Linked DNA regions of Mus musculus: region 2 is linked to region 1. The links are chromatin contacts, called in public promoter capture Hi-C maps. All regions are on one chromosome and are shown on one strand. The core of a region is the stretch at or near the end of the contact, and the rest is flanking DNA. Distances in the headings are between cores, read along the strand shown. Region 1 holds the start of H4c6 (H4 clustered histone 6). Region 2 holds the start of Slc17a3 (solute carrier family 17 (sodium phosphate), member 3).

Region 1 (2,793 bases), core at 223-2,722:
AAAATTAGAGCTATCAATTTTATATCCCTTTCTGTTGACATTACATGAAGATACTGGCAACTTGGAACTCACATCCAAGTACAAAAGAGTATGTATTAAGTTCATTTTCTAAAATGGGAGCCTTTAAATATTTAAAAACCCCCCTCCCACTTCTCTCTCCCCTCTGTAACACCTTTTAACTGTGTGTGGAAGCTAAATAGCATCTTGCATACTTGAGGAGTATTCTAAGTCCTCGATTTTTTAGAAAAGCCCATTCTCCAATGTGCAAATACATCCCCATCTACAGTCTAGATAACTGAAACTGTGCTCAACAAGTTTCAGGGCAAGGTCAATGCAATTGGGATATGGCTGCTTCACTGGGGTACTTACTAGGCAGCAGGAAGGAATATGCTGAGCTGATGTCATGTCACACTTCACAGCCTGAACTTAGTTTCCCTTAAGTGACCTTTGAGTTCCTTGGGTGGGGGAGAGGAATCCACTGTGCTATTTAACCCCACTGTACTCACACTAGTTTTGGCATTCTGGTATGTACAGAGTGAGTGGGGTGAGGACTGGTGATTTTCTGGAAAGAAGCATAGAAAAGTTCTGTGGGGTAATTGGGATAAGCACATCCTGAGTACATGGTAGTTACTTTTGTTTTTTTGTTTTTTTGGGTTTTTTGTTTGTTTGTTTGTTTCTCTACCATTATCATAGAAACGTCTCACACAAGCAATAGCCAAAGCACATCTTCAAGATGGCCTCTCTCTACACAAGGATGGGGCTCAAACCAGTACTACAGAGGCTAAAAAGAAAACGGTGGCTACCGGTCATGAAACACAAAAGTCCTCCCCAGCAACAATAGCGTTTATTAAAAAGATTAGATCTTCAACTCTGAGCAAGTCTCCATCTTTCCAGGCCAGCCTGGTCTACAGAGTGAGTGCCAGGACAGCCAGGGCTACACAGAGAAACCCTGTCTCGAGAAAAAAAAAAAAAAAAAGGGAAGCAGTATATATTCAATCAATACTAGTGCCCTTTGTAGACTTGAAAACAGAGCTATGTGCAAGCCTCTGAGAAATGCAAAGAGCTTCATAAGTGAGATTTAATAATGCTTGCAAAATTTTAGAAGTTACATTTTCGTAAATCTTCCACCTAAAAGATAACCTTACTGTACTATATCCGGTTTTGTAGATAAGTGTATGGATAACAACCTCCTTTTTAAAAATGATGAGTGGCTGGGAGAATTATAAACTATCGGTTGTCAGAACCTACAAGTACGCTCCTGAAGGACACAAACTAGTGACTAAGAACTCCAAGAGAAAAGCGGAAAACTCATATTCCCCTCGCCACAGGGGCTGTGCCTTCCGCCTAGCAATAGGATTCAGCCAGTGAGTTAGAGGGGCGGATACAGAATCACCTTCCCGCCCGCGCCTTTTCAGTCCTCTAAAAGGTCCGCATTCGCCATATATATACCAGCTGTAGAGGGCGCTTAAGGAATTTCAACTCAGTGCTCCATAGCCATGTCTGGTCGTGGTAAGGGAGGAAAAGGCCTGGGCAAAGGCGGCGCTAAGCGCCACCGTAAGGTTCTTCGCGATAACATCCAGGGCATCACCAAGCCCGCCATCCGCCGCCTGGCCCGGCGCGGAGGAGTGAAGCGCATCTCCGGTCTCATCTACGAGGAAACCCGCGGTGTGCTGAAGGTGTTCCTGGAGAACGTGATCCGCGACGCCGTCACCTACACGGAGCACGCCAAGCGCAAGACCGTCACCGCCATGGACGTGGTCTACGCGCTCAAGCGCCAGGGCCGCACCCTCTACGGATTCGGCGGTTAAGCTCACCTGGAGCTTCTTTCTCAAAGGCCCTTTTCAGGGCCACCCACTTTGTCATAAAAAGCTGTTTGCATTTCTCGACTTGTAATTGTTCTGTCCCTAAAGTTCAAAATGGCGGCTGAGACTTTTCAAAAGGTAAATCTAGGCAATGAAAGTGCTTCCCCAGTAGTTTGTAGTAATTATAACACATCAAATCCAGACAAGGTCTACTGCTTTCTCCCAGTGCTTAAGCTGAGTCTTATTCCCTTGAAGGTGCTAAATACAAAGGGCAAAAGATACTTTTGAAGAGATGATGAACAAAATTCTTAGGCCTAAAGAGCTGTTTTAACCTGTGTGCTCTTTCCCCTGTATCCTTGATTACAACCCTAACGTTTCACTTCTGGGCTAAAGCTCAAGGCTGCCAGCTCTTCCTGACAACGTTGCTCCAGAGGGAAAACTCCATTACTAGTTAACAGACTGGTTCATATTTTTTAAGTGGCCTTATTACTTAGCAACTTAGACTTGTTACCCTGCTATGAGCCAGGCTTTCCACATTGAGAAGGATTCGACTACTAAATGGCTTGTTGACTTCCAAATTTACAGCTCCTGCTATACATGAGATCACAACCACTCCCGCAGTCAAAATGATGGGCCCAAAAGCACACTAGTGACCCTATATTCCTAACTTAGCAATATCAAGATTACATGCTTCCTGGCACACATCCTGTTTTTCTCATTCTTCTGTATGCTTTCTGGGTCCTTTTCAAATTATTTTAATGATGAGTTATCTTTTCCCCTGCAGTGTTTTTTAAGCAATTTTAAATAGTTTTCATCTCTTTTGTACAAAAATAAAATTTTCTTAACTGATTATCCTGCATCTAAAAAATAAAACCCAAACTCCTGTGTTTTATCTGACATCTGTCTTGCCTCTATGACCTCATCCATAACCATGAATTATACTCCCAACTAGACTGAACAACACATCTTTTCTTCCAAATGAAATTTCCAT
Region 2 (2,762 bases), core at 243-2,742, 290 kb before region 1:
CGGCTATTGCTAACAACTGCTACTGCTACTGTTACTGCTAGATTCTGATTCTGATACTGATACTACTAGCTTGTACCTATTCAAAGTCTAAGAATTTTATCAGGTAGCATCTGAGGCCTTAGAAAAACTTCCCCATCTTGCTGTGTCTGCCTCTCTATGTAGACTCTAGTGTATTTTAAACTTGCCTTGATTTATGACTTTTGTCATTCTATAAAACTATAAAATTCATGAGACGGCTTCCATATTGGGACATGAACATCTGGCATAACCTAAATCTCTGTTCCCAGACCATGGTCTCTCAAATATGGCTCCAGTATAATGTCATGTTTGCTGTAAGGTAAGAGCTGTGTGCTTTTTGTATTGATGATGTAACAGGCAAAGAAGTGATTGCTAACACCATTTTATCTAGAGTGGTTTTCACAATGCTCACACTGTTCTTCATGTCCCCAGCAGCTGTCAGACTAACAAGAGTAGTTACAACCACTGCTGTAGACTCAGGACCCAGGCAGGGCCATGGACCTCAGAAAACTCACTGACTCTCTTCTCCTAGGCCATTGAGCTCATTAGCAAAAGAACTGATGTTTGTTCATGAGACACTTTGACTTTCCCCTTACCATTCTCTCTCTGTCTGTTTCTCTCTGTCTCTGTCTGTCTCTGTCTCTGTCTCTCTCATTCAATTTTTTTTTTTAAATAACAAGTTCTGTTGGGTATGGTAGATCTACCTCCCTTGATTCTCTGGACAAGTCACTTCTACACACATACATGATTTTATGTGACTACGTAAAAGTTTTAAAAACATTCCTTTATAGTATGTGTTTCTTGGATCTGTCTCCACAGCTGCTATTGTCTCCACCAATTCCTATGGTGATCTAGCACAAACTCTTCAGTTTCCAGTCTCTCCTCTCCCTCTCTTTCTTCTCCTCCCTCTCCTTACCCGCTGTCTCTGTATGTTCCTCCTTTTCCCCTCCCTCTTGGACCCTCTTTTCCCCTCCCTTCTCCCTCTCTTTCTCCATCCTCCGTTATCTTCTTCCCCTTCTCTCCCCCTTCCCCCTTCCCTTTGCCTCTCCCTCCATTTTTCCGTCTTCCTCACTCTTGCTTCCCCATTGCCTTTGTAGACATAGGTTTTTACATTGTATGAACATGTTTTTATTTTGTCAGCAGGAGAACATTTGAAGTTGGAGGAGGGATGTATAGCAACCCTCAGCTGGTATTCAAGGACAGTGCAGATCTTTGGCTACCCAATGAAAGTAAGTGACTTACCAACTTAGTGACTGAGGTAGGCCTTCCTGTGTTTCCTCTGGACAGGCTTCTCTTACCTCTTACCAGACCACTCAGTATTCTGTGTCACTCCATGACTCCAATTATTAATCATTAATGACAGGCTGAAGCACCCCCTGCTTTCAGCTGTGAGCTTCACAGCCTTCGTCCTTGTCCAGTGTCTTGCCAGCACCCCAGAAGGATCTACTGGGTCTGACACCTGCAGGCAGTTATTAGTCACATTGCCTTGCAGTATTTCTAAAGACATTTCCTTTTTCCGGTTTGAAATGGGATAAGTTACAAATTAAACACATTTTGTACTTTACCCCCTCTTTTTTTTGTCTGGTCTTTAATTTTCTTTTGCTTCTTTGAACTATGTGGGCCATAATCTTATTTAGTAACGTTGTTAACCAAATCAAATGGACAAAACCCACAAGCTTCTCATAAATTCAGTATTTATTCCCCATGACTTTTTTCCTGTCTTAATTACTTCTATGTTTGTTGATAAACTACATAAAACAATGCTCGTACCTACATCTCAATTTGCACATGTTACCATGTACAATGGCAAGTTTTCTAACTCACTTAAGTAACCGCTTAAAACTTTTATACATGCACATGATGCATTGTGATCAGACCTCACTCATTTTTGCCAACAAATTCCTCCCATTCCCCACTGTCACTTTTCCCTCTCAAGTTCATGCTTCTTCATTGCTTCTCCTCCTCCTCCTCCTCCTCCTCCTCCTCCTCCTCCTCCTCCTCCTCCCTACTGAGTCACGTAGTGTTGTCTGTGTGTTCATAGGTGTTGAACTATCTAATGGAATATGGATAGCATCTTAGAATCTGAATCCCTGAAGAAAACTGATGCTCTCACCGGCTAGCAGCCATAAATTGCCAATAGCTCCTCGGCCATGGGTGAGACTTCATGAGCTCCCGCCCTGACCGTGGCGAGATTTTGGCTGGCTGGATCTTGCTCAGGTCTTGTGTTTACAGCCACAGCTGCTGTGAGCTCACGTGTACAACAGCGCTGTCTTGTCTGGCAAAGAAGGTTTTGCAGTAGATGTCCACTACCTCTGGTGCTTAAGATGCCTCTTCTACAATGCTTCCTGAGCCTTATGATCAAGAATGTGACACAGATGCCCTTTTAAAGCTGATCATACCACAGTCTCTTACTCCCTAGATTTTGACAAGCCGTGGGTCTTTGTATTAATCACCTTATACTATAAAAAGAAGCTTCCCTGATGAGGGCTGAGAAATGCACCGAACTGATAATTTTGTAGTTTGATTTTTCTTTATGGTTGAATAATCTTCCATGTATCATTACACATTTATCAGGTGATGGGACATTTTAAACCTTTTCATTTCCTGGTGATTGTGAACAGAGAAGCAATAAACATGAATGAGTAAATAAATCTACAGTAGAATATAGAGTCTGTTGAGAATATTCTCAGGAAATGTTCTGGCTTGATCACATGATAGTCCTATGTCTAGCTTTTTGAGGTACC

The links. Capture Hi-C pulls out chosen DNA fragments and counts their contacts.
Region 2: a promoter capture Hi-C map of pancreatic islet shows a contact between it and region 1. The contact joins the promoter of Slc17a3 here to the promoter of H4c6 in region 1. A contact is called at or near these places in 2 of 39 promoter capture datasets (both in liver) and 2 of 9 other capture datasets (adipose tissue and pancreatic islet).

What each region holds. Positions count from the first base shown.
Region 1 is chr13:23,550,347-23,553,139 of GRCm38.p6, reverse strand. It overlaps H4c6 (H4 clustered histone 6), which reads left to right and starts at 1,472. Exons shown (of 1, transcript NM_175655.3): 1 at 1,472-1,854. The coding sequence starts at 1,497. The coding sequence ends at 1,808.
Region 2 is chr13:23,838,164-23,840,925 of GRCm38.p6, reverse strand. Slc17a3 (solute carrier family 17 (sodium phosphate), member 3) reads right to left here and starts at 1,492. Exons shown (of 12, transcript NM_001164743.1): 1 at 1,261-1,492.